2 separate regions of the Gasterosteus aculeatus genome follow, and region 2 is linked to region 1. A link is a contact called in public Hi-C data. All regions are on one chromosome and are shown on one strand. Each heading gives the region's core, a stretch centred on a gene start, on an enhancer-like site or on the middle of the called end of the contact. The rest is flanking DNA. Distances are from core to core; before and after follow the strand shown.

Evidence for each region. A called contact is a pair of places that touch in the nucleus more often than the background predicts.
Region 2: a Hi-C map of whole body shows a contact between it and region 1, with 5 times the contacts expected there. The contact joins two enhancer-like sites. A contact is called at or near these places in 4 of 6 Hi-C or Micro-C datasets (liver, skeletal muscle, tail fin and 1 more).

Annotation. Positions count from the first base shown.
Region 1 is chr20:13,826,544-13,829,287 of fGasAcu3.hap1.1, forward strand. The region is part of intron 7 of cobl (cordon-bleu WH2 repeat protein); the gene reads left to right. Among protein-coding and RNA genes, the nearest start is that of cobl, 18 kb to the left of the region's middle. Within about 2 kb of position 1,413, at least 3 of the 9 cell types and tissues checked have open chromatin away from gene starts, as enhancers often do.
Region 2 is chr20:13,871,150-13,873,893 of fGasAcu3.hap1.1, forward strand. All of the region lies in intron 3 of grb10b (growth factor receptor-bound protein 10b), which reads left to right. Among protein-coding and RNA genes, the nearest start is that of grb10b, 18 kb to the left of the region's middle. Within about 2 kb of position 1,427, at least 4 of the 9 cell types and tissues checked have open chromatin away from gene starts, as enhancers often do.

The DNA of each region.
Region 1 (2,744 bases), core at 163-2,662:
AGATCAGTCAGCAGTGTGTTAGCACTCTCAGGTCCAAAGAGCAAACGGGGCGGCCTGTAGTTTTACATCCCTGGTAATGTTCTTTCCGAGAAAAATAAGTACAAAACAATAAAAGGGTTAGTCAATAAAAGTTAGGTTTGGATATTTATGAGGGAGAACAGGCTGTGCTCAAGGACCAAGAAGGACCCATTCTACACAGTGGTCCACATTACTGAGTTGAACAGCTTTGAGGAGAGTTAGAACCCCAAAATATGTTCACTCCTGTTTACGTCCATGTTCAACCAAAGCCCCGTTTCAGACACCGCGTCCAACGTCTCTCGATCTGTCAGAACTCAATCACGTTCATTTGATTTGGAAGCAATGAACTTCAGGTCAGCAGCAGCCATCTGTGGCTCACCTCAGATCAATATGGCGTTTGATTGCATTAGCTGGAAGAACACTGCCCGCCTCACTCTGCTTCTCTTCTCTGAGCGAGCACAAAGCGCCTGAAAGGATCGCTCCGCCCGTCCACCTCTTTGTTCTCTGCGTCTCCATCACCATCGAGTGTTCTGTAAGGTCTAAGCTTCCTTTCGGGGCTCCCTTATTCTCTTATTCATTTTCTTCATCAGATACCTCTGTTGACACATTCTCCTTTTGAAACCAATAACAAAGAAGACAACAAAAGAGAAATACCGAAGTGGAGGATGGATTAGGCTGCATGAAAGTGATGCGTATAAGACAATGGGAACTAATTGCTATCAATTGATATTTATATTCAGTCACCGTTTCTCTCTGATATGATTGTCCTTCAGCCAGTGACTGTTATCAGACCACACACATGCATTTGGGCACACAAACACACACACACACACACACACACACACACACACACACACACACACACACACATAGACCCTGTGTTATCAGCTTAAAGGTATCAGATTACCCTACCTTGGCTACATTAGCACTAAAAGCCCAGCCTCTTATCTATAATTGTTCATTAGGGGCCAAACTCCTGTGTGTGCGTGTGTGTGTGTGTGTGTGTGTGTGTGTGTGAATGTGCTTCTTAGAGCTCTTAACATGTTTAGATAGCATCATGTTACGGAACAGTGATGATTCTGAAGCAAACTCAATTATTAGAATGTCCTTGTTTGTTTGTGTTTTTTAGTTCACTTAGTTTACTGTGTATCTCTGTTGACTATGTAGAAGATAGATGTTGGTAGACACTAAATCAAAGGACAGATCCCGTATTTGATACATACTCATTCACTTCACCGTGTCTGGGTCATCGTTGTGCTGTATGTGTTTATCTGCAAGGGTTTAAAACGTAACTGAACAGGAGAACTCGATGACTTCCAGTGGACCGTTTACACCGTGCAATCCCTGTTGGCTGTGCTCACAAGAATAAAAGTTCCCACTTCTCACCACACCCATCTGAGGTGAAACAGACTTTCAACTTTTAAACATAGAGGGCAGTGAAGTGTTGCTTCTCAGTCAGGAGTTGTTCCTCAAACAACTTGTCTTGTCCTCCTCCATCATATATATATTTAGCTAAGCCTGTAAGTCTTCCTAATATACAAAGCAGCTGTGGGTTTCCATTCATACACTTAAGAGGAGGACGTCTCCTCCCTGCTGAAGTTTGATCCACTCTGTGATTAGTATTTTTGCATTTGCGTGTGTGGTTTGTAGCAGGACGAGTCATATAAGCGCTAAAAAGCATTCCACACAGAGACACCGTATGTGGGAAATGTCGCATCATTTTGACATACTCATTTGAACACAAGCGCTTTTGTGATTAGGAGGAGGATACGGCGAATTTGTGTTCCCCCCAAATGCTGCGGTACGTGTGTCAGAGCTCCCGTTTTCCCTCACTGTTTTGACAGATCTCAGATTGTTTACCAGAGGGAAGGAGTAGAAGAGAGCAGGTGAAGGAGTCAGGCAGAGTTCATGTGAATGTTCTGCTTTGAAAACTATGTTTCAGAAGGCTGAAAGCAAACTGCTCAAATAACATGAATCCATCACGTCCTCCAAGATCCTTCTTTTTTTATTTGTCGTCCCGTCTGCCATCTACCTCCCCTCCCCAGAATAGCAAAGTACTGACAGTACATACTTTCATTTTAAATTTCACTTTGCCATTTTCTTTTTTCTGCTATAAGTTTAAGTCGAGTTAATGTGCTTTGATGTAGTTTTCCTCAATCAAAGATATACTCAGCGTTGTAGTCACGGTGCGTTTTTCAAACACAATGACCATAGTGTTTGTATATTTTGTATTTTCACCGTACTTTTGTACTTCGTTCAATAGTACAAGCAGTACACATATATACGTGTCTCACGACACTATCTCTTTAAGTCCCACGGAAGGTAACACTACGGCGGAATATTTTTTGCTGCAACAATCAAAATAATACAAACCCATTTGTACATACGTGAAATGTTGCCAATGTAAAAAACAAAAGCTGCCATTTATTGCCGGTGTTTTACTCAGGGCCTTTTCCCATCCCTCGTAACTGCATGATGTTCTAACCTCTAATTATATCTAATGACCTGAACTTCATGTTCCCTTTTGGCTGTGATTTTTATGCCGTATCTAGGCATTGTCTGAACGCATCAATTAATCCGCTTTTAAACAGGGTTCTTTTCTTAGATCATGGGGGTGTGAGTCATGGTTCCCCCATCGTGCCAAAGCTCTGTACCAAGCTGAGCCGACGGGAGTTTCACATTTTCAAGAGCACTTTGGGCTCTCTTTGATCAGTTATTGAAAATCA
Region 2 (2,744 bases), core at 177-2,676, 45 kb after region 1:
TGTATTATCATACGTAAGAGAATACAAAAAGGTCATAGACATGACCTGGGAATCTGGTACTCCCACTCTTTGTGTGCGTGTGTCTGTGTGTCGCTTGTCTTAATACGGTGTGGGGAGCGGCCTGCTGCTCATTATCCTCCAATGGTCCGAGGGCGGGTCGAGGGGGATAATATATATTTGGGTCTCTTCCGCTGTAAACATTCAGCAGTTCAAAGGGTGATCTGCAGGGACGCAGGGTGCCATTATAATTCCGTGGTCTATCTAATTGTGGCATACAGGGTTCATCCAAGACAATCGGAGCATGAGATTTAAGCACAATATTGGCTCAGCATGGGAGATGAGGGCGGGGAGTCTGCGAGGACGAGCGAATTGGAGCGCTGAGCAGCGCATGGGAAATAAATGGAGCAGAAATGACATTGTCATCTTTCAGGATCAGCCGCAATGGAGGGAATGCAGGAGAGGCAGAAGAATGGAGATGACTTTAACTGAGCAACACCCTTGCTTTCACCGTCTGAATATTGATATTTTACATAGATACCCAGTTATAATGTTTTTACCCTTTGCCAGAAATGTGTTGGGAGTCTGATTCATGAACATTTGTTATGCAGAACATTTAGATTCTTTGTGTGTTTGTGGGATTATAAATCCTTGCTGAAATTAGCCGATATTTGAAAAAAAAGTTGCTACCACATCATGTTCCAGATATATTATTTATAAATTGTGCCGTCTCCTATTTGAACTGTAGCGTTTGTGAGCGTTTCAGACGCCAGCATAGCCAGTCATGAGTTTACAGTAGCACCAAAAACTGAGAGACAATAAATAAAAAAAATGTTTTTAATTTTCAATTTTGAAAAGTTTAAAATTAATATAAAATGATGTCCAATGGGGCGCCCTCTTGGAGTATTAAAGTAAATATATATGAGCTCCGGAGAAAATGGTATACAAAACATACATAGTCGGTTAATACATATTTAATCGGTTAAATTCTTAAGGTCATTAAATCATCCCTAGTTTATGTTTTGATCAAAGTTATATATATAGTTATATAAATATATTGATAGAATAATAATGCAAGACTTATATAAACCAAATTTGAGTGGGTTTTGTGTCATTTGTCAGACAAAACAAGAAATAATTATTTTTCCCTTTCTTCCTGACCCTTCATTAAAGATACATCTGTTAATCAAGACAGTAATCACCAGTGATGTTAGTTATTGCTCTAACGGTAATTGCTATGCCGGACATCAGAGCTACTTTGAGAGGACCTAACTGATGCTGTCACATTTTAAGGACAGGTGTGCAATGACGTAATGGGGTATTCATGTCTGGCAGAACTTGTATTTTCTGTTCTCCATATCAAAAGAAAGAACTGTAGTTTGCTTCCCAGCTCTGAATCGTCATGTGTTTAATCCTGTGTGTGCGTGCCTGCCTGCATGCGGTGTGTGTGTGTGTGTGTGTCATCAATCTGTCAGCTTCACCTTTGTTAGCCCGATTGTGACATGCGATCGCGGGATTTTTTATTACGCAACAATCCTCCGTGCGTGAGTTCATGGTTTCCAGAGGCCAAAGTAAGTCACAGGGAACTTATTTTCTCTCACTAGCTTGAGGGTACATGTCTCACCTAGAATGATGAGCAGATGATGTGCTCATCTTGGAGTTTTGCTCACTTTTGATGTATTTTAGGGGTTTAACCCTCATAGCACTTGGATGTACTTTTTCTATTTTTTCGTACTTAACGTTGCTGCTGCAGGTAACACAGGTGTCTTACCCTGTCCTTTGCCTTGTGTATAACCTCGTTTGAACCCTGTGCCCTGTGGCATGTGGCTCTTTAGCTCGCTAGGATATCTATAAGTAGCTGCTCCAGCTTACCTGTTCGCTATTAATACCCACAGATTAACCACCGTCCATTCACCGGCACCTGTGACGCAGCTACCTGACACGTTTGTAGAAAAAAGCTCCTCAAAAGCTTTTTTTTTCAGCGGGTAGATTTTAGCATCAGTGCTAGGAGCCAAAGCTTTGCTGCTGCATGAAGAGACGGGGATGTTCGCTCTCCGTCTGACCTGCTAACCTGTGACCCCTGCTGCTCTCTGGAACAACAGAAAAACAGTTTGACATTTCTTGGCAGGCTCAGGGGCTCACTTTAAAGCCGTTGCTTTGCAAACTTTACATCAAATCGAATTGCAAACGTCTGCTTTCAGCCGAGCAGCGGGGCTCTTAGCTGCTTTAGGGTGGCATGAGCCTCGCAACACCTCGCATGATCCAGCTGTCAGCTGTCCTGAGTTACATGAGTCGGACAGTGCAGGTATATGTGAAGCCCTGGAGTTCTGACTGCAGAGACTTCTTATGATATGTTGTATGAGTTGAAATAGGCACATCATTTTGCTTTCATTTATTTACAAAGCTTAAAATGTACATTTTCTGATCGGAAGGTTCCCTGTCCCTGAGAGCAATGTGACCAGGGATGTTATTTCAATCTGAGGAGTCTGCCCTTCTATCCAAATGGGCTTCCTCCCGATGAACCCCATACCTTTCTGAGCACCGGCCGTGTACAATTAGCGCTTGTCTCCCCCTGGTGGTCTACTTATTTCCTACAGTACATTTGGAAGCATCTGAATACAGAGATTTCATGAGGAATTTAGGAGATTTCTTTTTTCAAAACCGAGATCTACTAACCCCAGAATGAGTCACCACAGGCGATTGTTATTTAGAAAGAACAAAGTCACGCAGCCAGTTTACCCAGATGA